3 separate regions of the Mus musculus genome follow, and all the other regions are linked to region 1. Evidence: chromatin contacts called from public HiChIP or PLAC-seq and promoter capture Hi-C data. All regions are on one chromosome and are shown on one strand. The core of a region is the stretch at or near the end of the contact, and the rest is flanking DNA. Distances in the headings are between cores, read along the strand shown.

Region 1 (4,191 bases), core at 457-2,956:
ATTACAGAGCATTTTAAAAACAATGCCTATTGAGATGCTGACTCTGGGATGGATGTTTCTTGCTCTAAACCACAAGGCCCTAAAGACAGCCCTTAAGGGACGTGAGCTGCCTCCAGAGCCGGTAGCAGCCTGGATTCTCTCAGCCCATTAAGTCATCTGTCTTAGGGCAGCAGGAAAAACAAAAACAAACAAGCAAATGAACAAACAGTCAGATGTAGAGCCACAGTTGACAACAGACTCATTCAACATGTCCAGGAGACAGCCAAGTACGTGCTCTCACAAGGATGGTTAGTGCAGCCTAGGAAATGGCCTGACATCACAGAGTCTCTAAGTGGACCTGTGCTTTGCACAGATAATGGTTTCTGGCTGCCCAGTGTGGCAGGGCAGTTCTGAGTTCAGAGCTACCCTAAGCAGCCACTCTTACTAAGACACCTGCCTAGTGGAGAAGCTGTGAAAATCTGCATCTCTTTCATGAGCTCCAGCAGAGAGGGAAGAGCCTTGGGAGAATGTCTTCACCAGGAAACAGGCCTGGTCTGTGTGCTTTGTCTGGTATTGAACACGTAGGAAGAGGATGGAAGGATTCATTTTGTTGATGAGGAATGCACATGTAGGTCAACATGACAAAAGAAAGTCCCCCATTTCTCCTGGAGATGAAGACCATGAACAGATAATTTCTATACCAAAATCATATATGCTGGAAGGCATGTTTGCGGCAGTAGAGTGATTTTAGACTTTTTTCTGGGTAGCTTTTCTAGCAGAGGCTTAAAAATGTAATGCAGCTAAAAAGAGTTTGTTAGGTCCCAAACCCAGGACAAATGGCCGAGATGCCTATTTAACACATCAGAGCAGACAACGGCAAAAAAGAACAATATTCTACCTGCTTCCCTCAGTCCCTACCTATTACAAGGTATGGCTGGTATACCCAGCCCCTACCCTAAACTTCTCCAGCCCCGATATTGGGCTAGGCTTCCATCCCCTCACCTGTCCTTCCCTATATACAATCCAGCCATTTGGTTACCTGCCTCTTCAGGCTACTACCCTCTCATCCAGTCTATTAGCCCAGGCTACCCCTCTTGGTAGGCAGCTGTTCTCCCCTCTCCCTTCCCCCCTCCTCATATGGTTCAGGATCATGTCCTCTCTGGATGTCTCCCAGATGTCCCTGCTTCTAGCTATGCTCTCTCCTTTATATCTGCGACAAACCTCCTCCACCATATCTAGGAATAATCATGTCCTTCTCCCTTTCCTTCTTATTTCTGTTTTTCATTCATCTTGTGCTGAAACTTAGGACTAGTCATATCTTTTCTGTTTTATTTCTTTCTTTCTGTTCAGAGTTCAACCAGAATATTTATTCTTCTTCCAGTAAAGATGCTGGATTAGCCCGGCTTGGTTTATATAGGTTTGCCCTCTTCTATCATGCCATCCACTTAGGACAGACCCCAAGGTAAGTACCATGAATCTCTCAGGGTTTCAGAAAAGTGTGTAGCACGTTAGCTACTCCAGCCTTCCTCACTGTGGATGTCAGTATAGGTATGGCAAGGCAAAGTGACTTCCCAGACATACTGAAAGGAAGGCCAGAGACAAAGAAATGTTCCCACAGTGGTTTAATCAATAAGTTCAATGAATCCTGAAAGCGCTCCAGGGCCAACAGTCCCAGGCATTCAGGTAGACACTGCCCAACTCTGCTGTAGTAACTTTTGGAGGTCAATGTCCACAGACTTTGGGAATCTCCATTCTGAGAAGCAAAATCACAGCCTGAGGCTGAATCTTATGTTTGGAATAGAGACGGATAATTGCACGCTTTGCCGGGACAGTTGGTCAGTTTTGTTAGGGCAGAATGTGAGAGAAGCACACTGCTGGCTCATTGTTTGTCACTCTAGCATTTATATTCCAGCAGGACTTCCCAGACTGACTGGTGTTGTATGATCGGATGGGGGTAGAAGAAGCAATTCTAGCTCTGCCTGTAGCAATGTCCTCCCAAAAAGCATTCAGGTGTAGAAACAACACCAGCCCAGTGAAGAGTGGACAGCACAGCACAGCTGACCCAGGCTTCAGGCGTAAGCCAACTGGTCCTGGAGCTCCTAGCTGCCTGTAGCCACCCTGGGAAAAGGTCTTTAAAGTTTTCAGCTCTCTTTTCTAGGAATGATAATGAAAGTATCAAATTATTAGGGTTGCCCTGAGTCATCTGTGTTAGGCATAATGCCCAGTATTGCCATAAGTGAGGTGAGAACTCTACTGTAGAATCAGACAGGAATCTGCACCAGGAAAAGTGGGGAACACTACGTGATACCCAGCAGCCAGACAGCATCTCTGAAAGCCTGGAAATAAGAAGTCACACACATCAGTGGTTCTCAACCTGTGGGTCACGATCTCTTTGGAGGTTTGGCTATCAGATATCCTGCATGTCAGATATGAACATTATGATTTCATAACAGCAGCAAAATTATAGTTACAAAGCAATAATGAAATAATTTTAGGGTTGTGGTCACTACAACTGTATTAAAGGGTCGCAGCATTAGGAAGATTGGGAACCACTGATTTAGATGCTCAGGGAGACAGTCCACTCTAACCATTTGCATCTCCCCAGGACCACATTCCCCCCACCCCCTTTCTTCCTCTTCCTGATCAAGTGTAAACAAAATCCAGATTGTGGTCTGTTGCAATGACCATGTCAGCTGGGAATTGATTTCCTTTTGCAAAACAGTTCCAGCCAGCACACTGAGTTTCTGGGTCATTTCCTTGCACTTCAGTGACAGCAAACTCCAAATTATTTATTCATCTCTGACTGTTGCCTTCTCCACACCTGCTAGCCACCACAGGTGCCTATGGATCCACTGATCAGAGCGCTGGAGTGTTTTCACCTAGGCTGCACAGCATCTGTGGCATATTAGATGTAATTAGTGTTTCGGTGGATCAATTAAAGCTTCTGAGACCCTGTTTTGATAGGTGTTTATGAACATGGTTATGTTTCTTCCCTAAAGCCACCTCCTGCTCCCCGCCCGGGTGATCCTTTAATAGACTAAGAGAGGGCTCTGGACTTGGGATAAATGTGGTTGATCTGGATAATGGGAGCACGCCAGGCTTCCTTCCTTCACTATGTAGAAGACTGGATGGCAGACTGGGTCCCGTAAATCTGGGCCAAACTTTCACATGTGCTTCTTTTACTTATAAGAAGTGCCAATAGAAATACAGAGACACATCCCATGCTACTAACATCCTCAGAGATCAGAAGGGAGTCTGATGAGTGCGTTCCATCTCCTTCAGCCTCCAGCTAATGAACTTCAGGAAAGTTTGCCTACACCAACACTTCATAAATTGCTGGGTTTAAAATTTTTTTTCTTTAAATTTTTATTTTTATGTGTGTGGATGTTTTGCTCCCAGTATGTCTGTGTACCACATGCATGCCTGGTACCCACAGAGGCCAGGCCAGGACTGGGAGCTACATCTCCTGGATCTGGAGTGCAGAAAGCTGTAAGCTGGAATGTGAGAGTTAGGAATCAAACCCAGATCCTCTGGAAGAGCAGTGGTTGTACTGTTGCGCTGTTTCTCTGACCCCTGGTTTGTTTTATTAACTACCACTGTCAAGTATAGCTAAGCATGAATGCAGAAAATAGTGTTCCAAAGGTGAAAGGGATAACATTTTAGTGAATCACTTTTTCTCTTTTCTTCTTTTCTTTTTTCTCTTCTCTTCTCTTCTCTTCTCTTTTCTTTTCTTTTTCTTCTCTCTCTCTCTCTCTCTCTCTATATATATATATATATATATGTATATATATATATATATATATATATATATATATGTATATATATATATATATATATATATATATATATATATATATAGACAGGGTTTCTCTGTGTATAGCCTTAGCTGTCCTAGAACTCCCTCTGTAGACTAGGCTGGCCTTGAACACACAGAGATCCACATGCCTCTGCTTCCTGAGAGCTAGGACTAAGGGTGTGAACCACCGTTGACCAGTGTACAATCATTTTTTGTTTTTTTGTTTGGTTTTGTTGTTGTTGTTTTTTGTTTTTTCAAGACAGGGTTTCTCTGTATAGCCCTGGCTGTCCTGGAACTCACTTTGTAGACCAGGCTGGCCTCGAACTCCGATATCCGCCTGTCTCTGCCTCCCGAGTGCTGGGATTAAAGGCGTGTGCCACCACCACCCGGTGATACAATCATTTCTTAATGCCTTC
Region 2 (4,191 bases), core at 761-3,260, 440 kb after region 1:
CCTGGACTGATACCCTTGAATGTACCAAGGAAAGACCTTCATGTAAAATGCAATCCTGTCTTAAGCTTAGTCTCCAATGGGCACATATGACTTACAAACATAAATTCACTGGAATTGTGTTAATCTACTCTAGTGGTATCTATGAGAAAGGAGCAGTTGCTTTATGGAGATTTGATCTTAAGGGAATCACCCCTGGGGAGGAGCGATGCTTAAGAGAATCTGAGCAGCAAGCTGGGGACAAAGACCTAGGGTATAAGTATGGCGAGCCATGGGATGGTGGGAACGATCAGTGGCGTGATCAAGACAAGGAATGAGACTGTTAAGCGCAAAGTCAGCCAAATGCAGGGCATAGGTAAAGGCCCACAACAGTGCTACAGGGAATGAGCAAGCAGAGTCACCCTCCCTGAGGGGGCGTTTCAGCAGAGAGGCGGAAGCAGCAGGGCTTAGACGACGATAAGGTGGCGAGTGGCAGTGTAGGAATCCTGGAACTATTAGAGTTTGGCCAAAGAGGGAAGAGCAACAGGCCAGTGGCTAATGCGTGATGATGTTTAGTAACTTTCTGTTGTTGTCTTCACGCTTTCCTTCTCACTCCACAGTACTCCCAAAGTGGCAGAAATCCATTTGAACCCTAAAACTCACACTATGCTAAAAGCTCCTACCGACAAGGCTCACTCCTGCCTGGGAGCCTTCCTTTTCCCCACCCATTCTCTGTCCTGGGCATAGGCCAGGGGACTGCTGAATGAGGCCCCTGTGAGCAAGGGTGGAGCTGAAGGGATCCTCCCCACAGAGCTGACCGGCCTCTCTCCCACATGGAAAGCTGTGGTGGTCTGAACACTCCTGGGCATACAGATACAAATCCCAACTTCTTTCTCTGTTTGTCAATGTCTGACCCATCCAGGAAAGTCTACATACAGAGCTCAGTTTAGATCTTGAAAACTGGAAAAAGAAGGTCTTGCAATTTATGAGTCCCTCGATTTTCAGAAGCCACTCAAGTGGTACCGGAAGGTCCGTGCTGGATTCAATGTTCCCGTTATAGTTTTGGTAAATTCTTTAACCTGCCCAGGCTTTTTAGTACTCTCCTCGGTGACTTTAAAGTACCCATAATAGCGTCTTCCTTATAGGGCTTCAAGAGGGTTCTTGAGACACACCAGTGAAATGTTTGTCACGGTGCTTGGCAAGGCAGCTTGAAATAAGTTGAAATACAAGTTATTGTTGAAGGGAATGGGCCCCAGAGGAGCTGAGAGAAAGTCCAATGTTATTGTAAATATACAAAGAAAACGTGTTCCTTAAAACTTCTTTTAAAGTATCTTGTAGAAACAAATAACCAATTCCAAATCCACATTTACAAATCATCAGATTTATAGGAGAAAAAAAAGTTTCACCTCTCTAGTGGACCTGCTCAATTAAGACAGTTAACCTTCTTAACCAGGGGGCGGAACTGGGGGCGTTGCATTAATTTCCTGGCCTGTCAGGACAGCTTGCATAAGAGAGCCCTTGGGTATATTGTTATTGCTTTAATGAAAATTCAGGTCCAGCCCCCTTGGTGGAACAGGTCCAGCAGAGACTGGACTTTTCAAAAGCCTGAACCCAGGCAGCAGGCCCGGCAGGGGAGGAAGCGCCTTTCCCAAGCCAACCAGAGGGCAGGGAGAGAGGCTTGGCACCTGCGGGCCCAGATCGCTGGCTTAACGCCCCAGGGGGATGAGTGCTCCGGTCACCCCGGCCCTCCCAACACCTGGCCTCGAGTCAGCGGGAGGTGCCCCAATCCCAGACCAGAATAGCACAGCGCCACGCAGGGTCTGCACGGCGGGCTCACCTTTCCCCGGCATAGCCATTGCGAAACGTGGGGTGTGGGGGGATGGGGTGGACGGGAAGCCGAATAGGGGTGTGGGGGCGGGGGTACTGCCAAGGTCAAGGGAGCGTGCGCGGGGCGGGGACGGGATGGTGGCGCGCACGGAAGCGCCGGCCCAGAGAAGCCCGCACGTAGCACACGCTCAGCCCGGCCCGCGCGTCCCTTACCCCGTTGGCTGCAGCGATGCGTACGATGAGCTGGATGGCCTCGGTCATGTAGAAGCGGCCGTCCCCGCCCACAACCAGCGTGGCCTCCTGCCTCAGCGCCGGCTCCACGGTAGAGACGATGCTCTGGATGAAATTCTCCGCATAGTTGGCGTTGCTCTGGAAAACCTTCACTCGCTTCCGCAATCCGCTGGTGCCCGGCTTCTGATCCGGATATGCCTGCGTCTTCACTGTCACGATCTTCACCATGGTGGCGGTTGGCTGCGAGGCGACAGTGGCTGCGGCTCTGGCTGCTGCAGAGGGCTCAGGGTCCGCTCTGCTCTTGCCCTGGAAACGATGGCCCAGGGCCTGCCCACGGCCCGCCCACTTCGCCAAAGTCCGGCTGCCTGGGAAGAGGGACGGGTCACGGGGTCGAGAGGGGCGGAGTCTCCCCGACTGACACATCTCTACCTGAGCCAATGGTCTATATAAAGAAACTAGCTCTTTAACTGGAGAGCAGAGCTTCATCTATCGATCATAGTGCAAGGACGAAGAGTTCAGCACGTTACTGTGATTGGACTAGAGTGTCACGTATACATTCCAGAAGCTGGTCTAAAAGACAGAAAAGCCATCCTCCGACTTTTTTTTTTTCTGCAAGGACAGGCTCAACCCCAAAGTTATATTCAGCTTTCTACTTTTTATGTGTTTGCTGTGGGCCACATGCTACTTCATTAGTGATTGTGGATATCCGAAGAACTGATTTGTTTAGTGTATAGTTTCTAGATCTTCCAAAAGTACGGGTTTTATTTTTCCGTGCTTCTGCTCACAACACTGAGAAATTCCGATAATAAAATCCTTCCTCGCCGGGCGGTGGTGGCACATGCCTTTAATCCCATCACTTGGGAGGCAGAGGCAGGCAGATTTCTGAGTTCGAGGCCAGCCTGGTCTATAGAGTGAGTTCCAGGAAAGCCAGGGCTACACAGAGAAACCCTGTCTCGAAAAACAAAACAAAATCCTTCATCACTTGAGGAAGTTCAGCTCAGTTTGGGTCTGAACAAGCCAGGCAGGCTCTTACCAGGGTTGGCCTGTCTGTCATCCATCACGTTTGACAACTAGGAAATGGAAACTTTGAAGGCAGCCTAGATAAACATAGATACAGCTATAAGGCGTCAAAGGATTACTGTGACAGCGGACCCAGTGATTGTGAAAACAGCAAGAGCTAAGGCAGTCAAAAAGGATTTGATTATTCGGTAGGAATATTTTCTTCTGCCTTTCTTAGTTTTTTTTTGTTTTTGTTTTTGTTTTTTTGTTAAGAGTCTCTGCTTGACAAATGTGTCATTTTAGTATACCAAGAAAACAAATACCTTTAAGAAAGTTAAGTCTGTGAGTGTCCATCTTAAACAAATGTAAAACCTTTCAAAAAGGATTTCTGCAAGAAAGAGGTTGTGGTGATGATGACTGTGCCTGTATTCCTACACACACACACACCCAGAGAGAGAGAGAGAGAGAGAAAGAAAGAGAGAGAGAGAGAGGGAAAGAGAGAGAGAGAGAAACATTCCATAGAGGCATAGACCTATACAGACTTGAAATGACCCCAGCTTAGTACAGTCCACGTGAAATCAGTATTAGTTGATGCAGTCATCAGACTGTACTTAAAACCTATCAAGCCTAAAATTATCAGCTCCTCTCTCCAGTTGCAGTACTAGAACATACTGATAACCCATGAACTGAGCTTGTACTCATACTTTCACAGTGGCTAATTGGTGTCTCTTGATCAAGCAGGGAGGTTGGCTGACATATGTAAGTTCTGCCTCAGAACAAATGCTAATAGGTATATGGATATGAAGTTTATGTGTATACAGCATAGCTGGTTATAATCACTGTCATTGAGCTTCTGTGGTAGCTATGTGGAAACTGACAGCTGCTCATAATTTCTAATATTTTCCTAAGAATTTACAGCTTATAGTCATATTTTTGTAAAGTAAGTTGTGTTTTCAAACTCATTAGGTGAGAAAATTAGTTAAAGGTAGAATAGTGAGTGTGACTGAGATTACCTAACTCAAAAATGAAAATATAGCATAGAATCCTCCAAGTCTTACAAACATCCACTTTAGATTTATATAGTTTACATTAGTGCTTTCACCTAGGTACTAATAAAAAGTACTCAACAAATGGTATCACACAAAGTGCTGGGCTCAG
Region 3 (4,191 bases), core at 987-3,486, 360 kb after region 1:
ATGCTTGTACCTAGGTGTGGGACCAGAACTGTTTGAGCAAAGGAAAAGCATGTCCAGCCCTTCTAATTTAGCCCACCAGGTGCACAATACCTACATTGATGCTGCTCAGAAACTGGGCATCTGAAAGATGCATGCCTGCCTGATGTGCTACCTGGCCTCCTAACTTTAGTTTATTTATTCTCTAGATGAGAGCCAGGCTTCTCTTAGTCACTTAGGAATATAGGGGTCTCACACACACAGACTGCATTTTACGGACTCCCAAGCACTGCTTGTGTGTTTGCACAATCCAAACACAGGACTGTGCAAGGCAAGGCTCTCAGACTGGCTATGACGGCTCCTTCCGTGGACGCTCCTGGGTATGCCTAAAGGAACGTGACTGGGCTGCAGGTCTTGGGGGGACCAGTGAATATGACGGGGTTCACTGAATTTCTTTGCTTGAGCACCCCTGGCAATTGCATTTGTTCTGAAAGTATCTCATGGTGTTGCCCAGGCTAAACTCACACTCATACACAAATTTCCCGCCCAGCCTCCTTGGTGTTGGGGTCACATCATGAGCCATCACACCTGGCTGTACTTTGAGGATCTCTCTGCTGCTCACATGACTTTTGCGTCTATGAGGGAATCAATGGCTCTATTCTTTCTAAATATCTTAATGACCAAGGAGTTGTTTTTAGAATGTTCCTTGGCATATGTATTTCTGGAAACCTAATCCTTACCTTAGCCCATGATTCCAAGAGAATTTTTAACAATGAAGAAAAGAAGAGGCTACATTCTTGGCTTCCCTGGAGGTCAAGATTTCAGAGAAATTAACTGCAGAGACGGGAATGTGTTCATGCTCTAGCTATGAGTTTTGTTCTCAACTCACTAGCTGTATGTCCTTGACCCAGGCATTGTCTCTAAACCTCACTTTCCTAATCTGTAAAATGGGGCTATTGCACTCATCGTATATTAGGGATCTAATGAGAATGGACGTGGAGTATATGTGAGGCCTCAATGTTGAACACAGTGTAAATGCCCAAAAGAAGCCTTTTTTAGAGCCATGGAAAAATATCACTTTTCCTAGGCATATTTTAACTCCAGTGCTTGTTTCAGGAGAGAAGATGGAGAGAGAGAGAGAGAGAGAGAGAGAGAGAGAGAGAGAGAGAGAGAGAGAGAGAGAACACAAACAATCTGGCTTGGAAGGGAACTTACTCTTTGAAGCTGACAAGTGTAATTTGTCTTGAGACTGCCAAGCGCTAGGGTTGAGCCTTCGTGTGGGAAAGAAGAGACAAGCAAGATTAATCTGGGGCCTTCATTACTTACTCCATCTGGCCTGGTTTGGCACAGCCCCTTCCCTCTATAGGCAGATTATTCCTTCAAAAGCCTCAGCAGAGGGCTCTCTAATGGGTTCTGACATGGCAGGAATGGGGTTCACACAGCTCTGAGATAAGGGCCCAAGACGAGGCCAAAATGCTTCCAGCACGACAGCCCAGATGCTCTGCCACAGAAGGCAGAAATGCACTGAAAAGGAGCCAAGGCCTCTGGGACGGGTGAAACCAGGATCCCAGAAGCACCTGGTCTCCACCCTGGGGAACAGCCGGAGCCGCCTTGTGGGCCGGGCTGGTGACATGGCTTACCTGACTGGGATGTGGTCCAATGACCACAGGCACTTGGTAATCTGGTTTTACAGTCACACTGGGGATAAAAGAAGTGGCTAGGAAGAAGGTTGGTTTTAAAATTTTTCTAGCAAAAACTTTGTGGATTTTTCCTCACACCCTCATCCTTATGCGTGTGGTAGTGGTGTGGGGAGGGGGGGGAGTACTTACGTAATCACATATCTGCAAAGCAGGCAGTGTTAATATTGGGGAGTGGGGGTGGAACAAGGAGCTTGCCCAAGGTCACATCTTAGGTGACTGATCCAAGACCACATGTGAGGGTAATTGGTTCAGTCTATACTCACTGTAGCAACTTCCACATCTCAGGCAGAAATTAGAAATTACGAGTAGGGAGAATCTTCCACGGCCCCCAGAGGTAGCAACTCCATGATCTGACCCTTGTCTTCTGAGACAAGCTGGGGCCAGAGGTAGGGGGTGGGGGCACTTTTGAGCTACCCTCAGATAGATGGAGTCCTCAAACCACACAGAAAAGCAGATGAATCAATCAGGACTTTGCTTGTGTTGGAGTTGGACACGTCTGTCTCTGGAACAAAGGCTCTGCTCTTTTGAACACACACACAGTTCTGTTCTGAGAGCCTTCACTGGTGTTCCAGGGCTGCAAAGGGCAAAGTCCAGCTCCAACCGGATAGCTCCCAGGGCTGGAGTCTTGTTTAAGAGCCTGGGCAAACCAGAGGCTATACAACACTGCCATCTCCTGGGAGCAAGGGCCACTCTGGTATGCAGACAGAAATCAGCAGAAAGCCCAGGACTAGATGAGTGAGGCAAGAGGCTGCTCTCTTCTTTTTATGGAGATTTCTGTGGTGACACTGTGATCAGCACTGCCTGTGTTTATCCACGGGCTAGCAAATCTCATGGAAACCAAAAACGTCCAAGTCAGATATTCATTCTTTTTGTTTTCAACTGACAAATATCAACAGAACCCCTGTTTCCTATGATGCGCTGTTACATGCTAAACGCATTGCAGCATGGCTGAGGTGAAGCTAAGTTAAGTAGTTGTCAGCAGGCACAGTGAGTCGTCATCTGTGTAATTCTAGCAGTCAGGGAGAGATCATGGCCAACCTAAGGTAGGTTCTAGGGCAGCTTGAGACCCCGTTTCACCTACCGCTTCCTGGATAAATGACTTCTAAGTTCCTGAAGCTCATAGCTGAGTGGAGAAGATGGACTATAAACAAGAAACAGTCTCACTGTGGAGGGCTTTGTTCATCTTGATTGTGGTGGGCTCATGGGGAAAAGCTCAAGTAGGAATCACCATGGGGGAGGGGAGACCCTGCACAGTCAGACAGCTTGGGAAGCCTTCAGTAAGAACATGACCTATATCCAGACACTTAGTCACACGGTCACAGGGTGAGTGGAAGATCGGATAGTGTGAAGGCTCTGACACGGGGATCCTGGCTCAGCACAAGAACTGGAGAAGATTTGTACGGTTGATCATTGAAAAAACAGGAAAAGAGATAAGATAATACGGAGTTCACAGAGGGCCTTGCCCTACCATGATTAAGTCTTTTTTAAAAACATGTAACAAAAACTCATCACAAAATAGTTTTAGCTCAAAAAATAATGCACTGATTTCTATAACTCTAAATTCTGGTGTTCAAACTTCAAGCAAGGCTAGATCCAGGAGCTTAGATAGTGCCACTAAGACTTTCTTTTTCTACTAATTAATTGTCTCCATTTGTTTCTGTATTTCTTTTTCTGTTTAGTATGTAAATGCACGTGCATGTGTGAATAGATGCCATCAGAGGTCAGAAGGTATCTGATCTCTGGCATCCCCTGATTCTGGAGTTGCAGGTGGTTTTGAGCTGCCCTGTGTTGTGCTGGGAAGAGAACTCAGTTCCTCTGCAAGAGCAGCAAGCAATCTTAACTGCTGAGCCATCTCTCCAACACTGTCTCTCTGTTTCTTAGTTAGACTTATTCTCTCTTTCATTAACAGATTCTGTTGGTCTGGTAAGAAAACTGTCACTGATATTTGCCAGGCCTCTATCTTTACAATCTAAGTATGATCCAAAAGGAAAAGAGATTTATCCTGCTATCTCAAAATGGGAGGATAAAAATGAAGGACAAAGTATGGCACTCTTTGGTTCATGTACATACCTGATGAGCCAATGTGTGTGGTGGGTCATCAAAAGGGACGAGGTCTAACCTGAGCCATGCTCCACCCCTCTGACTTGTGTATGATTGAGAGTAAAGGCAGGAAAACGTGGGTGCTGTGGCTGACGATAGTCTTGGGATCATAAGACTTGGGGAGGAGTCTCCACCAAGACAAAGCAGGCGGACCGCAGAAGAGAAACTGGTAAAGATGGGCTATACTTGTCGCCTGACAAAACAACAGTGACAGAGTTCTGTGAAGGGTTATTATACAAGAAGAAAACAAAGATTGAAAAAAAAAAAAAAAAAAGACCACACAGGTGTGACCTTGTACATCTTTAAACACAACTTTTGCTAGGCAGAGGCAGACAGATTGTGTCAAGGTTAGGCCAACATGATCTTACACGGTGAATTCCAGGCCACCCAGGACTACAAATTCATAGTGACCCTC

What was found. Promoter capture Hi-C pulls out the DNA fragments that hold promoters and counts their contacts. HiChIP or PLAC-seq counts read pairs in DNA pulled down with a chosen protein or histone mark.
Region 2: a promoter capture Hi-C map of liver shows a contact between it and region 1, with 3 times the contacts expected there. The contact joins the promoter of BC062258 here to the enhancer-like site in region 1. A contact is called at or near these places in 5 of 39 promoter capture datasets (cranial neural crest, embryonic stem cells, liver and 2 more), 1 of 15 datasets of contacts at CTCF or cohesin (the NIH/3T3 cell line), 1 of 484 Hi-C or Micro-C datasets (liver) and 1 of 115 datasets of contacts at active chromatin or transcription factors (bone marrow-derived macrophages).
Region 3: a contact with region 1 is called in an H3K27ac HiChIP or PLAC-seq map of hepatocytes, with 5 times the contacts expected there. The contact joins two enhancer-like sites.

The regions. Positions count from the first base shown.
Region 1 is chr4:100,367,441-100,371,631 of GRCm38.p6, reverse strand. All of the region lies in intron 4 of Ror1 (receptor tyrosine kinase-like orphan receptor 1), which reads right to left. Among named protein-coding and RNA genes, the nearest start is that of Gm35760, 24 kb to the left of the region's middle. Within about 2 kb of position 1,706, at least 10 of the 459 cell types and tissues checked have an H3K27ac peak or open chromatin away from gene starts, as enhancers often do. A contact at or near this core is called in hepatocytes and liver, where this site is marked.
Region 2 is chr4:99,927,637-99,931,827 of GRCm38.p6, reverse strand. It overlaps BC062258 (a long non-coding RNA gene), which reads right to left and starts at 2,010. Exons shown (of 2, transcript XR_003955079.1): 1 at 1,814-2,010; 2 at 1-1,183. It overlaps Pgm1 (phosphoglucomutase 1), which reads right to left and starts at 2,377. Exons shown (of 11, transcript NM_028132.3): 1 at 2,017-2,377. The coding sequence starts at 2,262.
Region 3 is chr4:100,006,671-100,010,861 of GRCm38.p6, reverse strand. No RefSeq gene overlaps it. Among named protein-coding and RNA genes, the nearest start is that of BC062258, 79 kb to the right of the region's middle. Within about 2 kb of position 2,236, at least 40 of the 459 cell types and tissues checked have an H3K27ac peak or open chromatin away from gene starts, as enhancers often do. A contact at or near this core is called in hepatocytes, where this site is marked.